3 separate regions of the Mus musculus genome follow, and regions 1 and 2 are each linked to region 3. The links are chromatin contacts, called in public HiChIP or PLAC-seq maps. All regions are on one chromosome and are shown on one strand. Each heading gives the region's core, a stretch centred on a gene start, on an enhancer-like site or on the middle of the called end of the contact. The rest is flanking DNA. Distances are from core to core; before and after follow the strand shown. Region 1 overlaps Npl (N-acetylneuraminate pyruvate lyase). Region 2 has its middle 26 kb from the start of Zfp648. Region 3 overlaps Glul (glutamate-ammonia ligase (glutamine synthetase)).

What was found. HiChIP or PLAC-seq counts read pairs in DNA pulled down with a chosen protein or histone mark.
Region 1: an H3K27ac HiChIP or PLAC-seq map of microglia shows a contact between it and region 3, with 8 times the contacts expected there. The contact joins two enhancer-like sites. A contact is called at or near these places in 1 of 484 Hi-C or Micro-C datasets (CD4 T cells) and 1 of 115 datasets of contacts at active chromatin or transcription factors (microglia).
Region 2: a contact with region 3 is called in an H3K27ac HiChIP or PLAC-seq map of microglia, with 6 times the contacts expected there. The contact joins two enhancer-like sites. A contact is called at or near these places in 6 of 39 promoter capture datasets (the HPC-7 cell line, cranial neural crest, embryonic stem cells and 2 more), 4 of 484 Hi-C or Micro-C datasets (embryonic fibroblasts, female germline stem cells, ganglionic eminence and 1 more), 37 of 115 datasets of contacts at active chromatin or transcription factors (the HPC-7 cell line, the NIH/3T3 cell line, SST interneurons and 24 more) and 3 of 9 other capture datasets (adipose tissue, liver and pancreatic islet).

The regions. Positions count from the first base shown.
Region 1 is chr1:153,500,076-153,503,437 of GRCm38.p6, forward strand. Npl (N-acetylneuraminate pyruvate lyase) reads right to left here. Exons shown (of 12, transcript NM_028749.1): 12 at 2,941-3,362. The coding sequence ends at 3,298. Among named protein-coding and RNA genes, the nearest start is that of Dhx9, 14 kb to the left of the region's middle. Within about 2 kb of position 1,881, at least 69 of the 459 cell types and tissues checked have an H3K27ac peak or open chromatin away from gene starts, as enhancers often do. A contact at or near this core is called in microglia, where this site is marked.
Region 2 is chr1:154,173,223-154,177,029 of GRCm38.p6, forward strand. No RefSeq gene overlaps it. Among named protein-coding and RNA genes, the nearest start is that of Zfp648, 26 kb to the right of the region's middle. Within about 2 kb of position 2,284, at least 36 of the 459 cell types and tissues checked have an H3K27ac peak or open chromatin away from gene starts, as enhancers often do. A contact at or near this core is called in microglia, where this site is marked.
Region 3 is chr1:153,908,328-153,911,882 of GRCm38.p6, forward strand. It overlaps Glul (glutamate-ammonia ligase (glutamine synthetase)), which reads left to right. Exons shown (of 7, transcript NM_008131.4): 7 at 1-1,396. Among named protein-coding and RNA genes, the nearest start is that of Glul, 10 kb to the left of the region's middle. Within about 2 kb of position 2,239, at least 44 of the 459 cell types and tissues checked have an H3K27ac peak or open chromatin away from gene starts, as enhancers often do. A contact at or near this core is called in microglia, where this site is marked.

The DNA.
Region 1 (3,362 bases), core at 631-3,130, 410 kb before region 3:
GCGAGAGAAAGATATAGCTAAGACAGTCATTCTGATCAAAGCTCAATTTTACTATTCCGACACTCAGTTATGAAGGAGGGGGAGGGGCCGATCCGGGCCAAATAATCCTGGAGTCCAGCTGTAGAGCGACCAAGTGTATGGCTCTGGAACAGCAAGGTGGCAAGCTCCAGCAGTGGGCGTGACAGAACGATTGAGCGGCAAGCTCCACCCCATGCAAACAGTGAAACCTGAGCAAACAGGTTTCAGGCTGGGGAGGGGATGCTACAAAAACTGGCCTTCTTGTTTTGTTTTTAAGATTTATTTATTATGTGTACAGCATCATGCCTGCAAGTATGCCTGTACTTTGGCCTGGGCATGGTGGCACACGCCTTTAATCCCAGCACTAGGGAGGCAGAGGCAGGCTGATTTCTGAGTTCGAGGCCAGCCTGGTCTACAAAGTGAGTTCCAGGACAGCCAGGGCTATAAAGAGAAACCCTGTCTCGAAAAAAACCAAAAAAAAAAAAAAAAAAAAAAAAAAAAGGAGTTGCCAGAACCCTAAGACAGAAGTATTTGAAGTGACTGTACTGGAAGAAGTATGTCACTAGGGGTGACTTTTGAAGTTTCAAAAGCCCAAGCCATTCCTAGTTCTCTTGATGTCTCACACTTATGGAACAGATGTAAGCTCTCAGTTCCGGTGCCACACTTCCTTGCCAGCCTGCTGCCGCGATCTGCTCCCTGCCTTGCTGATCCTGGATTCTAACCCTCTGGACCCATGAGCCCTGAATTAAAAGCTTACTTTGATAGGTTGCCTTGGCCACCATGTCTTTTTTTTTAAAGATTTATTTATTTATTATATGTAAGTACACTGTAGCTGTCTTCAGACACACCAGAAGAGGACGTCAGATCTTGTTACGGATGGTTGTAAGCCACCATGTGGTTGCTGGGACTTGAACACTGGACCTTTGGAAGAGCAGTCGGGTACTCTTACCCACTGAGCCATCTCACCAGCCCGGCCACCATGTCTTATCACGACCATATAAAAGTAACTAAGACGGGTAGGTGAAATGATCTGGAGTTTACAGTGCCTGCCACAAAGCCTGACAACCCGAGTTGGATTTCCAGAACCTGTACATTAGGAGAGAACCAACGACTCCAAGCTGTTCTCCAATTCCCGCATACACTAAACAAACAAACAAACAAATGGAATTTAAAGATTCAAACAAAAAGTAAGGCAAGATACCTTGTTGAAGAGTCCTATTTTTGAGCCGGGTATGGTGGCGCACGCCTTTAGTCCCAGCACTCGGGAGGCAGAGGCAGCCTGGTCTACAAAGTGAGTTCCAGGACAGCCAGGGCTATACAGAGAAACCCTGTCTTGAAAAACAAAACAAAACAAAACAAAACAAACAAACAAACAAAAAACCAGTCCTATTTTTGGCAGTGTAAGTTTTTTTGGTTTGGTTTGGTTTTTTGTTTTGTTTTTTAGTTAAGTCTAATTGGGACTTTGGTGAGATAGTGACTTCTTCACCTCTTTGCCGAAGCAGAGAAGTTCATTTTGTCAAAGACCAGGATTCAGAGGGCCATGGCAAGATTCCATCTTGAGAAGGAAGTAGGACTGAGCAGCCCTAGGGGCCTGATTCAAGGGACTCTCCCAAGAGCTAGAGCCTCTGGTCAAGCTGCCAGGCTTGCAGAGGAAGGACGACAGCTGCAGGAGGCAGAACGCAAAGACCAGATGTGGACAGATGAAGCTCAGGGGACAGCTTGGCTCTGGTAGTAAAGGCTACCCACGGTGGTAGGGCCCACTCCTTGTGGCCAGCAGCTGAGCAGGTGACTCAGAGCAACCTTGCAGTAAGAGCCCTGAGCCTGAAGTCAGCCAGCTGAGAATCTAATCCTCGACAGGGCAAAGATCATGGATGTTGAAATAAGAATTCTTGAATGTCTGACTTCCCTAACTACCCCCCTCCAGCAGGGTTAATGCTGAGCTGGGTTTGCAAGCAGAGGCTGTTCCTTCTGTACAGATCTCAGGCCTGCACTTAGTTCCCAGAAGACCACTGCCCTCCCCCCACCCACCCCGGCTAGACAGGATGGGGTGGGGGTTGTATAAACTGGGGAGTTTCTAGGAGTGTGAGGAAAACCTGCTCAGCCCACAGACTGCAAGGCTTAGTGTGGCCAGAAGAGGCTCCTGGTGTGCAGAGGGAAGTTCCTAAAAGGAAGACATCTGACTCAGCACCAGTCCAGGAGACTCCACTGTCAATGAACCCCTCTCAATTTGGCAGAGTCCTATTTTAGAGGATCTAGAAAGACGCGACTCAAATACTGTCTTTTTTTGTTGTTGTTGTTTTTTTTGTTTGTTTGTTTGTTTGTTTTTCGAGACAGGGTTTCTCTGTATAGCCCTGGCTGTCCTGGAACTCACTCTGTAGACCAAGCCGGCCTCGAACTAAAAAATTGACCTGCCCCTGCCTCCCGAGTGCTGGGATTAAAGGCATGCGCCACCACACCTGGCCAATACTGTCTTAATTACTTTATGTTCCTGTGACAAAATACCATGACTGGAGCAACTTCTACAGGAAAAATGTTTACTTGGGCTTATGGTTTTAGAGTTAAGAGTCCCTGATAGCTGGGTAAAAGTGTGGCAGCAGCAACAGCTGAGAGTTCACAGCCTGACCCACAAGCAGGTCTCAGGAGTGCAAGCCAGGCCTGGTGACTCACTGTCTCTTTCTGTTGTCTGCGGATCCAAATGTAGAAATCTCAGCTCTTTCTCCGGTCCCATGTCTGCCTGGATGCCGCCATGATTCCTGCCATGACAATAATGCGCTAAATCTCTGAACTGTAAGCCAATCTCAACTAAATGCTTTTCTTTGTAAGAGTTGCTGTGGTCACGGTTTCTCTTTGTGGCAATAAAACCCTAACTAAGACAATACTCAAATTATAAACCTTTGAAACAAGATTAAGACAATAAGTGCTCCCAAAAGGCAGGTGAAATTTATTCAGCAATAATATAACCAATGTAGCAATTAATATAGTGATATGAATTATATTAATTAATGTAATTAATTAATAATTGTAATTACTATTACAATTTTCACTTGGTTCCATTGCATCTGTATAAGTAGAGATTTCTCTATAATAATTTTACAAAATGAATGACTTAGAGCTTGTGACTCCTTTATAACAAAAAAGTTTAGGTTCATAATCAATATTTGATTGGTGTGGGATTCTACTTCCTAAAATAAAGATGGGTTCAAATTCACCTAAAAAAGTCCCTGAGAAAAGAATGTACTATTGAAGATAGATAAGTCTAAGCTTACACACCCAGACTTATCAGGCACTAGCTAAAGGCTTCCCCTCCTTTACACTAGGGGAAGAAAGGAAATCCAGGCTCTTTA
Region 2 (3,807 bases), core at 1,034-3,533, 260 kb after region 3:
CACTGGCTTCACCTCCCAACACCAGGGCAACAGGGCAACATCAATGTCAGGTTTCCAGCAAACCTTATATTAAAGTATTTTCTTAAAAATTATATATATATATAGTCACACTCTGCTACATCTCTACCTCTGTCACACCAAAGGAGTGGATTCTGTTATTTTGTTTACTGATGCATTCCAGGGCCCAGAACAGAATTCAACATACAACAGGTGTGTAGCAACACATGTCAAATAATCGTACAGTCAGAGGTTTTGCCTGGCATTGAGGACATTAAGTCATTTTACCTGCTTTATTTTGAAAACTGGAATGTATCCATTTGAGTCCATGCCTTCAGACTGCCATGATACTCCTCACACTGCTTGAACACACCCCATTCTTTGGGGACTCAGCATGTTCCAGTCAGTACTCCTAACTTTTTTTTTGGACAAATAGAAATGTGAGGATTGTTTCTCCCATTGCTCACGACCTCCTCATCATCCCTGGGACAGACCTAAGTTTCCGTTGTTCTGCTCAAACAAAGCATTAAAAGGGCTCTTGTGCCAACCCCTTTCAGGCACCTTGGTTCAATGGCTCTGATATCACCCTTCCAGCTCCATGCCAGTCTGCCATGCTTGTACGCTGGCTATGGGTCAGTAGCCACTCATTCTGTCTTGTATGCAGGTGCTGCTGTCCTGAAGCTCAGCTGAGTGTGGCCTGGGCACTCCCGTGAGCCTGTTTTCCACACTCCCTAGACTGCTTCATGCCCCACTCTTCCTTAGGTCTTGTCTCTCCCTATCTTCCACTTCAGGAAGAGCTGGGATCCTGTTAATGAATCTCATTCTACAAAGTCTCTTATTGGGAGCTGGCAATAGTTGGCTGGTTCTACCATAGTCATGCCCCTTGCCTGTGTTGTGCAGTTGCTAGAAAGGGTACTCCAACATGAGCTATATTATCCAAGTTCTCTGAGGGCAGAGAAGCCCCAGGGTTGAGTTCCAGCTAATGTAATATGGACCAAAGTGATAAGTGATACACACCATTCCTAAGACTGACTTGAGGAGTCTCTGCTCCTCTTTGATTGCCTGCTCCTCTCTCTCTGAGGCTGGGGACCTACACTCCCACTGATTCTGGAAGCTGCTTGTTGAAGAAGGCTGTGCCTCTGCCAGCTTGATTGCCTGAGGACATCCCCAGACTGCATTTTGCAAGACAGAGAAATAAACATCTACTGTATTAAGTCACTGAGGATTGAGTATTTGCATATTATAATAGCTGGGACACCTAACTAATCCAAATCTAACAATACTTCTTCAACAAGCCTCTTGCAATCCTCTCTCTAGAGAGGGTGTTGTGCACATGCAAGGGACATATTCTCAGCCTCCCAGCCCCTCTGTTTCCTCATCAAAGCCAATTCTCTACCACAACAAGGGCCACTTCAGTTTCCTTCCTCATATGCTCCACCTTTGGGGGGAACAAATAAACAAAGTCAGGCACCAGCAGCTCCCTGGGGAAAAGAGCTGATTGGATCCTGTGAGGAGGAACAAGAGAGCAAGAGGACCATAATGGGTTAGCATCTAGGTTCTTCTTGGGAGGAAGCCTGGAGGAAGCTTTAAATATGAGAAACTTTACCCTGGACCCTGAGAGCCAGGCCAAGAAGCAGATGCCTGTGTGCCGTACGTCTGAGGCAGCATGGAGCTGCTGGCGGCCTGGTTACACAGTGGCTTCATCGGTGCTTTGTATTGTGATCAGACTGCACTGGGGCCTGTGTGATGGGTGGATAAGATCAAAGCCTGGAGGAAGAGAGAAACCAGGTTGTCTGTGCTCCTCAGCCATAGCAACTGTTTCTGAGGAAGCCCAGTTCGAATGCCTGGCTTAGCTTTATAGGGGCAACAGCATGTGACTGGGGGTGGTGGTGGTGGTGGTGGTGGTGGTGGTGGTGGTGGTGGTGTCTAGGGCCTGCAACAACTGCTGTTAGCTTGCCATCTCTTCATAATTAATTGAGCCTTTCTTTCTCTCCTTCTCCCTCCATCTTTCCTCCTCCTCCTTTCCCCTTTCTTCTGCTGCTTCCTTCTCTCCCTCCCCCCTCTTCTCTTCTTTTCAGCTACTCAAGTCAAGCCCTCCTCCTCTTCCTATCTTTTAAAACCTTCTAACATATGAATAAGGTGATCACACAAACAAAGAACAGCTGGCAGTAGCAACAATACTAAGCTGAATACTTACAGCTGTGCCACGCAGAGTTCTAGTGGGTTACACTGATTAGCCTAGCTCAAAGGAACTGGATGAAGCAGCTGCCTGCTCTGGTCACATTGTACAGACAGGGAACAGATGCCCAGAGCTTTCACTTCTCTCTCAGCCTCACATGGGTAGTCCAGACCGTGTGTACGTCAGCTGCCTTCTGATTCTATGTTCTCAGCCATGGACTGAGTGAGCACTTAGACATCACTGCCTCCCAAAAGGGCGACCTGGAGGAACATGGGCGCTGTGCCTGATGCGGTTAAGTCTGACTACTGCTGGATCCCTCTCCTGCCCTGGCTCCATGTTGAGTCTCAGACCAGATAATGGCCACGATTTGGAGTTTCAAAGGAGGAAGCTTTTGTGAATTAAGCATCAAAAGACTCATGCCTCTGATATCTTTGTGGTCTTGAGCAAGTCACTTCTGTGATCTGAACTTCACTTAGGAGAGAAAGCAAGTAAGCAAGCAAGCAAACAAACAACAGCAACAAACTACTCCTACAACAACAAACACACCAAATAAAACATCCTTATAGTGTAGTCATGTGTCCCAACCTGGAAGATCTCTTAATGCTCCCAGGATTTAAGTGAGTTACTCAAGTGTAAACCTGACTCAGAATTCAGTTCTAGATGAAACATAGAGGCACAGCAGTGTCTCTGGCCCGGAGAAGCTATATAACACACTGATGCTCCAATCCACTACCCCCAACCCCACCTACTCCCATTACTGTGTAGCCTTAAGCAAGGCCATTCACATGACTGTGAGACAGTCTCATAGGCAGGGGCTGGCTCTCACCTTTCCTGTGCTGGATACTCAGATCAAGCCCAGTCTGCCTCAAATGGACAGGCAGAGTTTATAGCTCACCAAATAGTTCAATGGGAGATCATAGCTTCATGCTGGTCCCCGCCCTTTGCCTTCTCCAGAGCCCATGTTTAGATGCTCAAATTGAATCTGATGAAGTCTTTCCCCTTCTTTCCATCTCTCTTCCTCCTTCCTCTTTTCCCTCTCCCTCTCTTTTTCTCTCTTTCTCTCTCTGTTATAATTGTTGAATGTATGCACATTATACTGTGTAAGCTAAGGAATTCAATAATATACATTGATCTGGCCCAATGGCATGGCTGGTCTTTGGTACCTATGCGGAGTTTTTCATGGATTCTTATGTCATGTGAGGTATAGAGTTGACCTATCCAATGAGCTATCACAGTGGTTGACGCTCCACAGGCCCCTCTTTATCTGTACTTCAAGAAATTCCATGTGTAGGATAGAGCTCAGGGCTCAAACGAGGGACTGTATCATTCTTGAGTATGTTTGTGACAGGTATATGTCTGCACTGTAATGGGAGTGGGGGAGTGGAGTGGAACAGATGAAGGCTGATGTATGACTATCATTGACATACTACAGACGAGCATCAGTATGTTGTGACAGCCATACCATACCTGGAAGTAGATCAAGTGTGTATTAGGATTTTTTGTTACCATAATGAAATAAACAAGGCTATTTTTATGACAAACAGTTTCGAAGGTCTGAGGTTCTAGTGTTGTTCAGCTCTGGTGAGGATGGAAATGACAAGAGTGTATTCCAGAGCAAGGAATTACATCTT
Region 3 (3,555 bases), core at 989-3,488:
GTTCTTAATCTCTACACACCAACCCTTTCTTTCCTATCTAGCTTTCTAGTAGGGAGCGGGAGGGGGGAGGGGAAGGGTAACCCACTGCTTCATCTCATCGGGTATGCATGTCCGGTAGGCATAGCTGTCACAAAGCGGGTGTACTTATGGTGAAAGAGGACATTTTTTTTTTCTTCAGGATAGTTGAAAGGGCAGGCCCAACGGCTGAGATTGACATTTCCACTGTTGGTAGAGAGCTGTTATTTCTAAAGGGGAAACCAGCTTTCTGTTCCAAATGGAAGTTAGGTGAGGAGTTGAAGGTTGGTTTCTTGCGCTGTGCTTCCTTGGCTTGGGGGAGGGGGCATCCGTCCCCCTCTGTGTGAACACAGCTCACCGCGTCACCTGATGGATGGCCCTACTGTGAAGGAAGAAAAAAGTTGGCATTTCTTGGTCCTCCGTTCATAACACAAAGCAGAGTAGTATTTTTATATTTAAATGTTAAAAACAAAAAAGTTATATATATATGGATGTGTGGATGTATGTCTTTCTAATTGAGAGAACCATCCTATTCACTGGGTGCCAAGTTTGAGTGATGAGGGGCTTGGCTTAGAAGTGAGGCTCCCTTGAGGTAGGGGTGAGGATGCAGTACCGGGAAAGTTGGTTATCTTGGGGTCTCAGCTTCATTACTGCTTAGGGTTTCCCTGCCCACTCTGCAGGAGCAGATGTTGGACAGGTAGCCAGTGGGATGCCACTGCTTGCCACCACCTGTCCCCAGGCTTAGGTTTAGGGGATGCGTATACTTACTCCACACACGAGTTAGAAGTATGAGTTGGCTGGTCAACTTGAACACTGTTACTGATGGGTGGGTGGGTGGGGGTTTACTGGGGTTATTTTTTTGGTGGGATTAGCATGTCACTAAAGCGGGCCTTTTGATATATTAAGTTTTTTAAAAGCAAAACAAGTTTAGATTTTAATCAGATTTGTAGGGTTTCTAACTTTACAGAATTGCCTGTTTGTTTCAATGTCTCCCTCCACTTGGCTCTTAGGGGAATTAAGGACAGGCCTAGAGTTAAAACACTTGTCTCCTAGTGTCACCTCTGCCAGCAGACTGTTACTTTCCTTCTGAAAAAGCCAATAGTCTTTTTTTTTTTCTTTTATAGTAAACACACCCCCACCTCCATCCCAGCCTGTTGCCCTTCAGTTTTCTGGTTGTTTGTGTCGGCAGCGGGCCAACTGTGGTTTCTCTCTTGCCATGATGACTTCTAATTGCCATGTATAGTATGTTCGGTTAGATAACTCACTGTAAACAGACTGTAACTGCCAGGCAGCGCTTATAAATCAACCTAACATTTATAAGATTTCCTCTGACTTGTTTCTTTGTGGTTCCCAAAAAAAAAAAAAAAACCTCAAAAATTAAGTGCTATTTCATTCCTTCTTTCTCTATCAAAAGAAAGGGAAGGGGGGTGGTTCTTGTTTACGGACAAAATGTGCTTATCTGTACTTATGCTTTTAAGATGAAGTCACGTTGACGAGATATTTTGAGACGGGGTCCTAGTGTCCGGCCTTTAACTTGAAAGTTCTTGCTCCAGAGTAGGCAATTCCCAGTTTCATGTTAGGTCTTACATTTTGAAAGCAGTGTTGTCTAACAGTTCAGACTCAAGGATCATGCTATCAAGTGACACAAAATAAGACACAGATACTTTAAGGTCTTGCGTTGGGCCTGGCCACTTTCACGGCTGCCCTCAGCTCTGGGTGACTAGGCTGCTAGAATTTCCTGGCAAATGGGAACCTCTGTTTCACTTCCGGTGCCAGGGCTTGGTTTATCGAACACTGACAGTCCTGGCTTATCAGGATATTTAATACAGCGTGGTACAGTGTATTAGCTGCCCCTGTTCTTGAGTTCTTCCTCGGTCCAGCTGCTGGGAGCTATCTACACAGTAGGTTTGCTCGCCTATTGAAGCCGCTGAAGGCCGTTACACTTGGGGCATTGGCTTGTCCTAGATTTTAATTAACCAAACACTAGGTTCCGTGGAGTTCTCTGTTTTATCCTGGTTTTCCCTGAGTTGTCCAGCCTAGGTTCTCAGGCTTCAGGACAACCAAGACATTTGTGGACCACTGAACCTGGGTTCCAAACCTCCATGTTTACACTTCATGCTCAGCTCCCTAGAATTTCCAGTTTGGGACTCATCCCGGGCTGGGCTTGAAGTCTTGATCTGGATCCTACATTGTGCCACCAAGCCTGGCTGAGTCCTTACTGTGTCCTGTTGCTGTTTAAGCATTTTCCTCACTAAGCTAAAAGAGGCGCTTCCTCTTTCACGGTGCTTCTGTGCATATGCCCAGATAGTAGAAAGTAGCTATCCAGAGCATATACTAGCTCCGCTGTTGCTGGTTTGTGATGGTATCTCTGCGTATCCCTGGCTGGCCTGAATCTTCAAGATCTGCCAGGTTCTGCCTCCCAAGTCCCCCACTGTTGCTGTTGTGGGCAACAGTAATTTAGTAGAGACTGTTGGAACAGATCTTAAAGTGACAGTTTTCTCCAAGCGAGCATTCTCTTATAAAGTAAATATAAACCTAGTAGCTTATAAACCTGCTAGTCTGGCGTGATTGCCCTCCTACTGTAGAGATGGCTCATCAGTTAAAAAGCACTTGCTGCTCTTTCGAGGACCCTAGCTCAAACAGCATGAAACAAACCACTTGTAACTCCAGTTCCAGGGGAGCTGGTGCCCATCTGGCTTTCTTGAGAGTTGGGCATGCAAACGACACCTATACATACATGCCAGCATTGCACTCAACATACACACACAGAGATTTTTTTTTAAGTGCCCTCTTCTACTCTCAGAATCTTCCTAGTCTTCATGTTAAAATAAATATTTGTCCACCTTTTCCCTCCCAGTGGCTGTTTCCCTGGGTCATCCACAGGACCTGAGTCCTTTTCATTGTTTTGTAGCCGATTGCAGCCAGTTCTCTTCTCAAGGTTACTTGAAAAGAAATCCTAACTTAATAGGATCAGGATTCCAGGTGGGAAGTATTTCCTTCTCCACCCTGGAACCTAGAATTACATCTGCTCTCCCGGTCAGAGTTCAATCCCCTTACATTTCTAAGGTTTTTGTTTTTTTTTTTAATTGCTCATTTAACAGACCCAGTTACTTGATAACTGTATCAGTGATAGATTAAACAGAATGAGGGGCTATATTAAACAATATTTGCCAAACTTTCAGCCTTAAAGAGACGGATGTGGGCTCTGGCTCAATGGAGTAACGCCCTGGGGTGTGTGAGGTCCCAGTTGTCTCAGTATACTCTTTAAACTCGACTTCCCAAAGCGGGAGTTTAGCTGTTAGATGCTTGCCTAGCAAGCAGAAAGCTATGTAAATCAGGTATAAGGTGGTGCATGTCTGTACTCTCAGCCCATCCAAAAGTTCATTTCAAAGTTGTTTTCCACTACGTAGCCAGTTTGAGGCCAGCCTGGGCTACCTCAGACTCTCTCTCTCTCTCTCTCTCTCTCTCTCTTAGAGATTTGTGTACTTTTTTGTATATGAGTACACATCCTGCTCTCTTTAGACACACCAGAAGAGGACA